Regions from separate parts of the Macaca mulatta genome. Here region 1 is linked to region 2. Evidence: chromatin contacts called from public Hi-C data. All regions are on one chromosome and are shown on one strand. Each heading gives the region's core, a stretch centred on a gene start, on an enhancer-like site or on the middle of the called end of the contact. The rest is flanking DNA. Distances are from core to core; before and after follow the strand shown. Region 1 holds the start of SON (SON DNA and RNA binding protein). Region 2 holds the start of DONSON (DNA replication fork stabilization factor DONSON).

Region 1 (6,633 bases), core at 4,024-6,523, 46 kb after region 2:
GCAGTGAGCTGAGATTGCACCACTGTACTCCAGCCTGGGCAACAGAGCAAGACTCTGTCCAAAAAAAAAAAAACTCATAGTATAACACCTCACGTTAAATTAAAAGTTACCCAATAAACTATTTTTCATAAAACATCCTGGAGACTGCTACTTTTCTGATACTTCTTTCCACAACTAATGCCTGGTTTAAAAATAAATTATTAGTTTAACACCAAAACTTACTTTGAATTACATTAAGATATGTTTCACGAAATTCTATAAAATAATTATTTCCTCCAGCTCTCAAATTATAGCAAAATTACTTTTAAACTACTTTCGTCAAGGAATATATTTCATGTTATTAGTTCCTACCCTTCCTATTAAAAATACCCACATAATATAATTTTTGCGATTAGTAACCCTTGTTTACACAGGAAGCAATATGGCACTGGCTCTGAAACAGACTGCCACTTTTGAATCCTCAATCATCACTACTAGGTTAATGGTCTTGGCCAAATTACTGACACACATGTTGTGTCTTCTAGAGTTAGAGGATAAAGTGAGTTAGAACATGCAAAGTACATCAAACAATGCCTGGCACAGAATAAGCTTTCAGCAAAGGTTAGTGATTGCTTCTACAGAGTATAAAAATATCTGAACAACAAATATAAAATATTCAGAGAACTCAAATTTTACCTTATTATGCCTATGTTGTCACATTCTAATAAAAATAACATTTTCCCCCAATACTATTCTAAAACCACTAATAAATAACTTTTTAAATGTTTCTATTTTAGAAAATACTGATTTTAGAGAGGAAATTCTTAGTCCTTAATTTATAACTTAAGAAGGTCTGAATTTACATACCCTAAACAGATGGGAGTATTCAACTTTAACAACCAAATGAGATTTATTTACTCTAATGCCAATATCAAATTAGATAAATCTTAGGGATCCCAAAAAAAGGCTCATCAGAAATCTGAGCCATTAAGACTACAGAAAAAAATCAACAAATCAACACTTGACATAGGCTGAAGCAAAACTAATCATTTTCTATTGTTTCATAATACAAAATGTTAGCTAAGTTATACTTCAATCAAGGTTGTTAGAGTCATGAATCTAAGGATAGCTAAAGTCTGTGAGAGTCATGAACTTTATTTACTTTAGCACAGCTAAAGTTCCCCCCAAAAAAGAGAAGGACAAACCATATTACAAACTTGATTCCAGAACTAAATCAAGGTAATGACTGTTATTTTTGTGGCTAAATCCTTCATTTCTAAACAATGATTAATCAATTCCAAAAACGCTAAATATTCAAGCAATGACTCCTCTTCATCCACTGCAGTTTAAGTGTGATGGATGTTTTTACGCAACTGTTTAATAAAAATGCATGCTCAAATTCCTGATACTAAGAAATTGAATCAAATAAACTGAAACTAAGTCAAAGATAAAAATTGTATTCTACCAGCAGAGCAAATAAGTACATCAATGTTTGTGTTTCAGTGGAAGTATGGAGAATTTAAACAAGCAAATCTTCATTAAATCAATTTTTAAAAAGCTTAAATTTACTGAATTTTTTTTTTTGAGACAGAGTTTCAAAAAATAAAAATCTCAGCTCACTGCAACCTTCGCCTCCTGGGTTCATGCGATTCTCCTGCCTCAGCTTCCAGTAGCTGGGATTACAGACACCCACCACCACACCCGGCTAATTTTTGTATTTTTAGTGGAGATGGGGTTTCTCCATGTTGGCCAGGTTGGTCTCGAACTCCTGACCTCAGGTGATCCACCCACCTCAGCCTCCCAAAGTGCTGGGATTACAGGAATGAGCCATTGCACCCAGCCTGAAGTTTTTAATTTAATAAATATCGTAAATACTGAGGTCAAACACTAGTATTAACCTTCAAATTTCAAAAAAATCTTAAAAGAATATTTTTGAGACAGTTAATTATCTCCAACTTACCTGGCTTATATCGTAGTTCTGTATCTAAGACCCCAGAAAGTACTTCCTCTATCTTCTGCACTATTTCTTCATTTGGTAGACTCCTGGCAGAGGCAGCTGCATCACCCGCCTGGTTTCCTTCAATGGGTGTATTTGTTTCACCATTCAGCTGGCCTTCATTCCTTCCACTTGACATGAAAAGTTATCGAAATTCATTAATATTTTGTCATACCATTAATAAAAAGAGTAATCCGATTAATTACAATAATCATATGTTGTACTGATGGTCAGACATTTTACCTTTTTCCTATTTTAGATATTCACCACTAATAATGCATCCTTAACAGGATCTACTTATATTTAGGACATTTCACCTTATACAATTAAAGTTTTCAGAACTATGAAAATTAAGAAAAACTCTTTAAAACAGGTTTCTAAGTACACTCTTATTTAAACAAAATAAATTCAGAAATCTAACTTTAGGCTTTTGGGTTGCCCATATATTTCTCTCAGGGGAGAAAAATTAATAAGAGCCCAGTCATAAATCAAAAGGCCTAACATTATGGTAGAAACCATGGCTACATTAAAGCCACACCTGTGCATAAATCACAATCACCATCAATAGTATCAAGGAACACAAAAGCTAGCCACAGGCACACTGAATAAAAAGGGTAACCTGTAACCTCTGTCCAGGCTTACATTGTTATTGAAATGCCACTAAACTTAAAAAGGAAAATAATTTATGCAATTTTTACACAATTATCAAGAACCGTGGTTTAAAAAACTCACATAAAACAAGTGGCATTTATACCAACAGTAAAAGCATAGATGGCTTAACACATTTTCCATTCACAGGGCCAAAGAAATCTTTAAATAGGTAAGAACATGTCATTCGCCCAGTAATTTCTACTATTTTCGTGTGACTTTGCAAAATTTTGAAAAATCAAATAATTTCAGCAACAGTTTGATTTTAACTTCAATTTTAGCTAAATGAAAACACATAAAACAATTATGCTCCACTACCTGATAAAAGTCTGAATGATGAAAAACCAAAAAAAATTCAGGAGTTACCTAAATGTTATCAAGGAACATCTGGTTTTCTAATACAATGAATTGTATAATTATAATTATATTAATTAACATTTAATGACTACTAGCTAGTGTCATACTGTTCTACATTAACTCATTTAATCCTAACACAACTCTAAGATCACCACTATTATTCTTTTATAAATGAAGAAACTTAGCTGAAGGTCACACAGCTACTAAGAGGTGAAGCTGGTACTCAAACCAGAGGCCATATTCTTACACACCATCTATAACAGAAGTTCGATAACATGTTTTAACTATCTGTCAGCCTCAATACTCTAATTTACATAAAAGCAGATGAGAAAAAAAATAGCTCACTGAAATGGCAAATAATCAAAAACTTGTTTGCAGACTGATAATGCATTGTGTGTTGCTTGAAGAGAAACTGCATATTCCTCTAGTAATAAAGTGCTTCGTCTACTATTATTTTTAGATATTCTTTTCTGTAGCACTTTATTTTACAATTTTCCTAAGCACTTATACATAATTATGACAAATCTGAAAATCAGAAAAGTAATTATGGTTTTAAAAGTTAATCTACAAGGAAGTAATGATTTCATCTTAAAGCTACCAACTGTTAACTGCATTTACTGAAAAGCAATGAAAATTTCAAACCACCTAAATATGCAACAATATATTCCTACAACAGGATTCTATGCAGCCATGAATAAGTCCAAAAGACAGAATGGGAGGGACAAACTTGTTAACAACGTATTAGCTGGAAAAATGATCAATACAAGATGATCACATATCACACAATACATGGGGGGGGGAAATGACATAAGAATATCAATAATGTGAGTTTTTTCTTTTCTTTTTCATTTCTTCTAAATTCTCTATAATAAAACACTCATTTTCTAAAGGAAAGACTAGCTTTTAAAAGCTACAAAAACACAGCTTGTTAAACTAAGCAAACAACTACTTAAAGCATCCAGCAAGATTTGTCAGGAAAATTATATTCTCTAAGCTCGGGTCTCTTCTCATCCTAAAACACTACTAGCAATATCACAGATATTTAAAAAGCAATGTGAGTGGATCTATTTCCACTTAAAAAGCAAAACATTCTGCAAAAGTGATGATTCTAGCAATAATACATCATTGCCCTAATAATCCTGTATTACTTTGGGCACTTACAACTGGTTTTCGGCCCATTTTCAAATTCACGTACTGCTCTTGCACTCAACTTTTAAAATACAATTAAAAACATTCGAACTCGGAACATTTACGTTTCAAGATCTCTTTCCTACCTCTGTACTTTAAAGAACTGAGTATCTTACACAAAGCTAATACCGAAAGACAACCGCTGAACATGATACACTATTTTCCTGACTAAACAACCATTTCTTTAACAACCTCTTCGCCTTCAAATTTTGTGAAGCCAAGCGCAAATTATGTAAAGTCTACCAGCAACGACAAAAATAGCGTGTCAACTGGGGCAGGGGTAGCAAGAAAATAACAGACCTACACACAAAGTCCACTTTCACTTGCTGTAATTAATCACTACCATTTCAAAGTCCCCTTCCAACGTCATCTCGAGTATTTTAACAAAGTAGCAAATATTAGTTTGAGTTAGTTTTAATTGAAACATTTAACTATTAGAACGGCTGAGAGACACTACAGGACACTAGGCTCCGAATAATCTTATTAATAGATCCAGACCCCCAAGCGCTCTGAAGCTCGCAATAATAAAGAGGATTTAAGATTACTCAAGAAACGGCCGTTAGAGACCCTTTCCGGTCATAGGCACCGGCCGGCAAAATCCGCGGAGGCGGAGAGGGGGAGGGGACACGCGGCGGCGGAGGAGGAGCTGAGGAAGGAACTAGGCCTGTCCCTGGCGGACAACCGGGCCTACGAGTAGCTAAACGGCAGGGGGGAACCAAACAGGGGAGAAGGGTGAGCATCTTAACTCGGTTCTAAAACAGGGAGTCTGGGGTTACCTCGGAAAAGGCGAAGTTCCTCGAGGGGAAAGGAAGGGAGCGGCTGGGGGGGCGGTTGGGGGGGGCCCGGAAAATGGATCCCAGGCCCAGGCGGGGCCTGAGCCGAGGAACGACGGCGTCTCCGAAGAAAGATGCCAAAGAAGGCTTGGTGAGGCCCTAACGGTCCGCTGGGAGCAGAAGAATCTGGGAGGCGTTTACCTGGAAAGCTCCTGTTGAATTTCCCGGAATTTGCTGACCACGAAAGACCTAAAAATCTGCTCGATGTTGGTCGCCATGGCGTCCGCTCCGTTCTCTCAACTCCTCCTCGCTAGTCCTCCAGGCTCCCAGCATGCCTCGGGAGGAGGCGCAGCGGCCAATTCGGTCTCTCGCCTTTCTGATTGGCTCCAAAGGGAACGCCCGGTCCGGCCCGCTCCACCGAGGGACCAATCAGTGAGCACGGCCCTGCTCTCCTCCGCTGTTTCTGAGCGGCTGGGGTAGAGGTGCTGACGTTTGCGCCGCGCACGACTATGTCCGCCATGTTAGTGTCTGACGCAGGCGCCATTACAGGAGTCGTCTCTCTTGAGGCGACTGTGTCCGCCTAAGTTGTCAGTACCCAGCAGTGTTTGGAAGCCTTAGGAGGCTTGCTAAGCGCCTGAGATTAAAGGCCAGGAGGAAGAGGAGCAAGAAGGGCAACCCAGTGTTTAACATAGGGCTTCCAGGCGCTCGCAGGTGGCGCCAAGTTCAGTTTCGACAGGGATATGCATCCGGGAGAAAATCTTTCAGCCCCCGCCCCCGCTGGGATGCGAAGGAAGAACTCGCTGTAGCCCTGTGTCTCCCCCAGTGCGTCGTATAACCAGCCTTATTTTAGGCCGGATGTCCTAAGTGACCGGCATTCAAAGCCTGGTTTATTTTACTCTCATCAGGAGTCAGGCGTGTCACGAGATTTTTCCGCGGTAGCTGGTCAGCTCTGACTCGTGAGCGGTGCACAATTGGCTAAGAATGGGTTTAGCATTTTGGCGCTCCCCCTCGGAGCTCCTGGAAACACTGCGTGGCACCCCATACCACTGTCACATTATGAACGTGCTAGAGCTTGGGTGTCTTGGCTGGGGAGCAGTCAGGCCGCGCCCAGGGCGGGAGGGAATCACTAGATTCTCGCCGCGGAGACCTAGGGCCGCGCGGACCAATGGGGCAGGGAAGCCGCCGCGGGGCGGGGCGGTGAGGGGCGGTGCCGAGCTGGTCCCGCGCTGGTCCCGCGCCGGTCCCAGTGGGCCCACTTCCGGCGAGCGGGTGCGCGGGAGCCAGGTGGCAGCCTGGTGTTGGTGCGTAAAGCCCCCTCAGCTTTTACACAGAGCGCGCTTAGGCTTTGGTTTGGGGATTTAAGATCGGGAACTGAGTGAAACCGTAGAAACTGGTTTGTAGAAATTTTCGTGGTGTTTGTAAATGCGGTGGGTGGGGGTTGACCATGTGCTTTTCACTTGTTACTGTTAGGCGAAGTTTCTGTTTGCTCTTTTACTCTTCCTGTTTTCTAAGATGTCAAGGCCTTTTTGTGTCTTTATGCGTTTTTAGAACATAACCCTAAATTGGTGTACTTTGTCAGATTTTCTCTTTATGCACCCGTTGTCTCTAACAGATTACTTGGTTAATTTTGTAATTGGTTTCTGCTTTATTCTCCGTATCCTCCGATGTGGCTTTATTTGCCTGTCTTATTCT
Region 2 (7,330 bases), core at 2,138-4,637:
GACTGACTGCTTTGCTGTATATAACTTAATTCTCTCAAACCACCTCTCCCGATAAGAAGGCGATTTTAACCTATTTGACAAATTCTTGGACCAAGTTGAAACATGACGTGTATATGAAATACTGTACATTTTCCAGAATCAGAAATATATGCTATGCACACAGGTGAGAATTTTGTTAACAGCAATAGGAAGGGAACTTGCAGGGATGTGAATTAGTAAATTTATATTCTTCAGTTTTCTTGTAAAAATATTTTTAAATGACTTATATTTTCTAATTTGCATTTTCTTTTTCTTTTTTTTTTGAGACGGAGTCTCACTCTGTCACCAAGGCTGGAGTGAAGTGGCGCCATCTTGGCTCACTGCAACCTCTGTCTCCCACGTTCAAGCAATTCTCCTGTCTCAGCCTCCCAAGTAGCTGAGACTGTAGGCGCATGCCACCATGCCCGGCTAATTTTTGTATTTTTAGTAGAGGTAGGATTTCATCATATTGGTCAGGCTGGTCTCGAACTCTTGACCTCAGGTGATCCACCTGCTTCAGCCTTCCAAAGTGCTGGGATTACAGGCGTGAGCCACTGCACCCAGCCCTAATTTGCATTTTCTAAAGTCCTGAATCATACTGTAGTCCTCACTTGTGTAAACCCTCCTCATTCAGTTCATACAAGCTAAGTTGCTGCTTGTGATTTAACAGAGACATCTCCTTCCAACTGTGTCATTCTAGGCCATAAATAATTCAGAAGTACTGGCAATTACATAGCATTTTGATCTTAATATTATAATTTCAATTAAATTAGCAAGAGAGATTTTTCTTTGATTTTTACATCATTTTCTGATTCTCTTAGTGACATACAGCCCCCTGTATCTGAGGGTTCCACATCCAGGGATTCAACGAATCAAAGATCAAAAATATTTGGAGACCGGGGGCAGTGGCTCACGCCTGTAATCCCAACACTTTGGGAGGCTGAGGCAGGAGGACGGCTTCATCTCAGGAGTTCGAGACCAGTCCAGGCAACATAGGGAGACCCTGTCTATACAAAAAAATAAAATAAAATAAATTAACCTGGTGTGGCAGTGAATCGCTGTGGTCCTAGCTACTTGGGAGGCTGAGGATCACTAGAGCCTGAGAGGTTAATGCTGCAGTGAGCATGATCATGCCCTCTAGCCTGGGCCACAGAGGGAGACCCTGTTTCAAAAAAAAAAAACTCTGAAAAAGTAATAACACAACAATTAAAAAAAAAAAGTATAACCACTACCTACATAGTATTTACATTGCATTAGGTATTATAAGTAACATAGAGATGACTTAATGTATAATGCAGCTGTGCCTCGGTTATACGCAAATATGCCTTTTTTTTTTTTTTTTTTTTTTTTTGAGACAGGGTCTTGCTTGTTGCCCTGGCTGGAGTGCAGTGCTCATTCCAGCTCACTGTAACCTCAAACCCATGTGCTCAAGGGATCCTCCTGCCTCAGCCTCCCCAGTAGCTGGGGCAACAGGCACATGCCACCATGCCTGGCTAATTTTTTAATTTTTTATAGAGAGCCTTGTTTTCCAACCTGCTGCGCTATTTTCTGTAAAGGACTTGAGTATCTGGAGATTTTGGTCTTCATGGGGGTCCTGGAACCAATCCTTCATGGATGCTGAGGAATGACTGTATATCACACACACACAAAGTTTACTGGCTTCTGCAAACAAATTTTGAGCCTATTACCAAACAGCCTGGTCAACAAATGTACATCTAAATTAAGATATGTAAGTGCTAAAATTGTTTTTAACTTAAAATGCCATATGTAATATAGAAATGAAAACTAGACACTATTTCATTCCCATCCATTGAGATAATAGTGGTGAGCACTTAGGATAAGCACCAGGCTTGAGTTGCTGCTCTTGTCACTTGTTCTTGGAAATTTAGGCTCTGTTACACCACCAACTCTCAAATCACTTCCCTGCTGTGGAGCTAAACTTGACGTCCTCCAGAATTTCTCTAACTTAACATGTTGAATCTCTGAGAGTACAAAACTTGAAACAAGAGAAAGTGATCTGCCTGGCATCCTCTGTTTATTGAATGGTTTTATTTAATTCTCCTTTACATTGCCACCTTAACAATCCTTCCAGCTACGTATCTTAAAGGATGTGATGGAGAAGTTATCAACTGGTGTTTTCAGGTACGCTAAAGTAACCAAATCATTGTTGTTTTTCTATTTTCAAGGAGCTAAGGCAGGCAGTCCCACTTTTGTTTTAGCTCTCGCCATGTGCCTGTTGCCTCCATATTTTATTATTAGGTTGGTGCAAACATAATTGTGGTTTTTGCCATTGAAAGTAGTGGCAGAAACTGTAATTACTTTTTTACTGACCTTATATTTCATTTAGATAAATAGCTGCTCTTTAATATTTATCAAAGTGTATCTGGTGGCACACCAGTAGGTACTCCCAGAAATAGAAGTGGCTTGTGAGTTTTCCTCACTCCATTATATAGTGTACCTCACCCTTTGCTTTTCCTCATCACCCCTCCCAAAGCAACTTGAAATAACCAATAGCTTGAAGGAGAGAAAACCATGGTATATTTGTTTAAAGTTGAATGTTTATCACTTATAAAAGAGGGAGTAGGCCGGGCGCAGTGGCTCACCCCTGTAATCTCAGCACTTTGGGAGGCTGAAGCGGGTGGATCACCTGAGGTCAGGAGTTCGAGACCAGCCTGGCCAACATGGCAAAACGCTGTCTCTACTAAAAATACAAAAATTAGCTGAGCCTGGTGGCAAGCACCCATAATTCCAGCTACTGGGGAGGCTGGGACAGGAGAATTGCTTGAACCTGGGAGGTGGAGGTTGCAGTGAGCCAAGATCTCACCTTTGCACTCCAGCCTGGGCAACGAGAGAAACTCCGTCTCAAAAAAAAAGAGGTAGTAAATAAAGAAGATAATTTTTTTTCCTTCAAAACTTAACCACTTTTAACATTGGAAACACTAATGGACAAATTTGTTTGAATTACTTAAAGTAATAGATTTGAGGCTGGGTGCAGTGGCTCATGCCTGTAATCCCAGCACTTTGGGAGGCTGAGGTAGGCGGATCACTTGAGGCCAGGAGTTCAAGACCAGCCTGGCCAACATGGTGAAACCCATCTCTACTAAAAATACAAAAATTAGCCAGGCTTGATGGTGCATACCTGTAATCCCAGCTACTCAGGAGGCTGAAGTATGAGAATCGCTTGAACCTGGGAGGCAGAGGTTGCAGTGAGCTGAGATCGTGCCACTGCACTCCAGCCTGGGCAACAGAGCCAGAGTCTGCCTCAAAAAATTAATAAAGTAATAGATTTGAGCACTAGGATTTGTCATATACCACCCCATTTGTTCTACTTTAACTTGACCTGACATTTCTAATTTCATTCCTTCTCAGACCTCAGTTGGATGAACCCATTCCACTGTATGAGGCAAAAGTTTCCATGGAAGCTGTTCAGAAACATCAAGGAAGAAAAAAGCAAGTTGTTCAATTTTAATTTTCTTCTTTCTCAGACTTCAATCGGATGAACGTATTCCAGTATTTGAAGCCAAAATTTTATTTGGAAATTGTTGAGAAAAACCAAGGAAGAGAAAAGCAAGTTGTATTTTTAAGCACGTTTCCCTGCTAAGACAAGATGCTCAGTTGACACATTTGAAAAGTGTTTGAAAAATTCTTGTGCAAATGATCAAGATAATTCTATAATTAACATCTTAAGGGAATTTTCTAAAGGCCTTTTCATTATTTCTATATATTTTGCCCCTGCTATAAAATTCCTTCCATGAAGAAAACTGCTTTCAGCAAAAGCCACACTACTCTATTGATAAAGCTGTTGCAGGCCTTTGCTAAGCTATCAAAGTAACGTATTAATTTTCTGTCAACTCCGTTCTCAACACCTTCCTTAAGTCTTTGCTGTCATCATTTAAGCATTTGAGTATATTTTGAAGTCTTAAAGGACCTAGCCCATAGGCACTTAAATTTTGTGTTTTCAACTATTCATTCACTCCGGCTTTCCCCAGGATCAAAGAAGAGGATCTCATTAACTTGCCAGTGGCCGCTGCCTGGAAGGCTGAGATGACCAGGCACTGGGAAGGGGGAAGGGAGGTTGTCGGGAGGCTGCGCTGGCATAGGAAGCGTGCTGACGTCTTATCTGAGTTCTCTATTTGGGGGTTGAGGAAGGTGGCCTAGTCCCCTCTCCTTGCCTATTGAGAGCAGCAGCCACTGCCCTCTCTCAAGTTTGTGGAAGCAGCAGCCCATGGCCGCAGCTCAAGTTTGTTTCCTTTTCATCCAGGCGCCAAACCCTGGGCTGATCACATCCCTGCTGCGGGCTTAAATAGCGTTCAGCTATTTCGGTGCCCCACAGGGTAGTGCACATCAGCGCCCTGGATCGCACGCTTTCCAGAAGCGTCGCTGAACCTGGCGATTGGACTCCTGTCGAGGACCCGGCAGAAGCGCCAGGGCAGGGTCACCGCTAGGACAGTGGGAGTTGACGGCCTCCGGGGATCGCGGCCGTGGGCTGGGTCTCGCGGGCTGCCAGCTGCGCATGCTCCGCTAGGAACCGGCGGGGGCGGGGCGGGGCGGGGCGGGGCGGGGCGGGGCCGCGTCGGGGACTGGAGCGAGGCGCGGCGCCACGTCGGGGGCGGGCCCGGCGAGCGCGGGAAGGCTCTGCGGAGCGGCCGGCAGTCCTCAGCCTTCTCGCGTCATGGCCCTATCGGTTCCCTGCTACTCACCCAGCTTCCGAAAGCCGCCCGAGGTAGTGCGGCTCCGACGGAAGAGGGCCCGGAGCCGTGGAGCTGCCGCCTCCCCGCCCCGTGAGCTGCCGGAGCCGGCGGCCCGCCGAGCCGCCCTGGCGGCGGGGCTGCACCTTCGCCCTTTCCCTGCCGCGGGGGGCAGAGGCGGTGGCGGCGGCCCGGCCCCTGCCCGGAGGAACCCTTTCGCCCGCCTGGACAACCGACCGCGGGTCGCCGCGGAGCCCCCCGACGGGCCGGCCCGCGAGCAGCCGGAGGCGCCGGGCCCGGTGAGTGTCTTGTAGCCTGGCCGCCAAGGGGCTCTGTCATGGGTTGAGCCAGCTGTGAATCGGGGGTGGAAAGTCCTCGCGTTGGAGGCAAGGAAATGGGCGCGAAGACTTCGGCCGCCAGTGGCTTTAGGGTGCTCCGCGCTGGGAGCCGCGGCTCTGGCAAGGCCGGATTTGCGGGAAGAGCGCGCCTCCGGCTGTCCCGCTGCGGGCTGTACTCACGGGACGCGTTCCCGAGGAAAGTGAGGGGCCCCTTGGAGGACTTAAAGGTGACTTAGAAGAGAGCTCGAAAAACCCTGAGACCCCCATCTTGCAAGGATGCTGTTCGATGGGGCAGGTGACAAACCCTGCTTCCCCCGTGATTCAGGGCCTCCCGTCTCTCACGCACTCCAAATTATTGTGGGGATGGGGGAATGTTGAGGATTCGTGGGGTCAGAATTCCCTAGCATTTGTCCTATCCAAAGCCTTTTGGATCTTTCTGTTGGAAACACCGGTCCTTGTTCCCCTCAATTTTGATACTAAAGTTCAGGCACAAAACTGAAGTGTTGAAACTCATAGATTGGATGGGGTGTGTCTGAATTTGGGTGCACTTGGATTTATTGAGAAGCGTGTATGCCAGGTGAGGCTCTGTACATACTTAATGCAAACTTCAGCATCCTTTAAAATTTAAAGGACAATATTTTTAACCTCAGTTTTTAGATTCTAATCAAGAAAATGATTTGCTATGGGAAGAGAAGTTCCCTGAAAGAACAACTGTTACTGAATTACCCCAGGTAATACTTTTTAAATATCATTAGAATGTGTATTTGTATAAACTTTTTTTTCCTAGCTAGGATTTGAGCCAATTTTTAAAACTACATTTATACTTCTCAGAAGCATTTTGCTTGGAAAGTAGTTTTACAGAGAGGCTTGATCAGGGGTGAAAATACCAGGGGTGAAGATACGACATCAGCCAAGGTAAAGGAGTTGGTTTGATACAGTAATGATGACTGTAAAGATAGCCAGTGCTAAAATAGGCCTAATAGACATGGGGGTTGTCTTTTACCCTCTAACAGTTTTTAATACTCTTCTTTGGGCAGTTGACTTCTCCAGCTCATCACTCAGAGCCAGCCCTCCTGGCCCACCTCCACAGGTTGTTGCATAGCACTGAACCTCGTTGCTCACCTGCGCTAACATACACACGTTTCCATTCCCCAACTGCTACTGTTGTGCTGTGTAGTTTGATAAATGCGGTTTGTCCTAATGGGAACAGGCTAGAAGAGTTCTCCAAGACCCAGTTTCTCTTGTAAATAAGTGACCTTCTTATGGTCTATCAAAGATAGTTCCCCCTTCTCTGATATTTTATTGTGATATAAAAGAATCCTTGGCCGGGCATGGTGGTTCATGCCTGTAATCTTTGAGAGGCTGAGGCAGGCGGATCACCTGAGGTCAGGAGTTTGAGAACAGCCTGGCCAACATGGCGAAACCCCGCCTCGACTGAAAATACAAAAAAACTAGCCAGGCGTCGTGGCGCATGCCTGTAGTCCCAGCTACTGGGGAGGCCGAGGCATGATAGTCGGTTGAACCCAGGCGGTAGAGGTTGGCACTGAGCCGAGATCACACCACTTCACTCCAGCCTAGGCGACAGAGGGAGACTCTGTCTCAATTAAAAAAAAAAAAAAAAAAATTCTTGTATCGTGGAGAATGTTGACATGAAAGGACAGCAGACAGATTGAGGGGAAATACATGAAGTCAGAAAATGTTTCTTAAATATGGGCTTTGTTAGCCCTGGATGCAGAGTTTCAGAGGCTTAAAAGATCCAAAATGTTTAAAGACTTGGAATATTTCTACTTCAATACAGACATCTATACTACCATGAAGAATAGTAAAAACTAAAAAGTGAAATCTGCCCGTCCACAACCCCTACCCCCAACAACAACAAATTCCCTCTTCCCACAAATAACCACGGTTAAAAGTTTAGTGTGACTCCTTTCAGACTTTTTTTTTTACAGTATGTAATATATTTTTCGTGTTATTTATTATACAGTTTATATGATTTTTACTTTTCAGTGATCATGAGTATGTTAGCTGATAAAATCTTTAGGTTGAAGGTGTTTTTCTTAATACTCGACTAATTTTTTGCATTCTTTGTTTTCTAAAGACTTCACATGTATCGTTCTCCGAGTCTGATATTCCGTCCTCAGAAAATACTGAGTTACCTGTGGACTGGAGTATTAAAACCCGACTCCTTTTCACCTCTTCTCAACCCTTTACCTGGGCAGATCATTTGAAAGCACAGGAAGAAGCTCAAGGTCTTGTCCAGCATTGTAGGGCAACAGAAGTTACTTT

Evidence for each region. A called contact is a pair of places that touch in the nucleus more often than the background predicts.
Region 1: a Hi-C map of fetal cortex germinal zone shows a contact between it and region 2, with 2.0 times the contacts expected there. The contact joins the promoter of SON here to the promoter of DONSON in region 2. A contact is called at or near these places in 2 of 14 Hi-C or Micro-C datasets (fetal cortex germinal zone and fetal cortical plate).

What each region holds. Positions count from the first base shown.
Region 1 is chr3:13,837,474-13,844,106 of T2T-MMU8v2.0, forward strand. SON (SON DNA and RNA binding protein) reads right to left here and starts at 5,274. Exons shown (of 14, transcript XR_013414932.1): 1 at 5,143-5,274; 2 at 1,940-2,106. It overlaps GART (phosphoribosylglycinamide formyltransferase, phosphoribosylglycinamide synthetase, phosphoribosylaminoimidazole synthetase), which reads left to right and starts at 4,781. Exons shown (of 22, transcript XM_015132982.3): 1 at 4,781-4,900.
Region 2 is chr3:13,793,650-13,800,979 of T2T-MMU8v2.0, forward strand. It overlaps DONSON (DNA replication fork stabilization factor DONSON), which reads left to right and starts at 3,388. Exons shown (of 11, transcript XM_015132987.3): 1 at 3,388-5,005; 2 at 5,695-5,775; 3 at 7,143-7,330. The coding sequence starts at 4,691. CRYZL1 (crystallin zeta like 1) reads left to right here. Exons shown (of 13, transcript XM_077995803.1): 12 at 2,111-2,160; 13 at 3,388-3,966. The coding sequence ends at 3,402.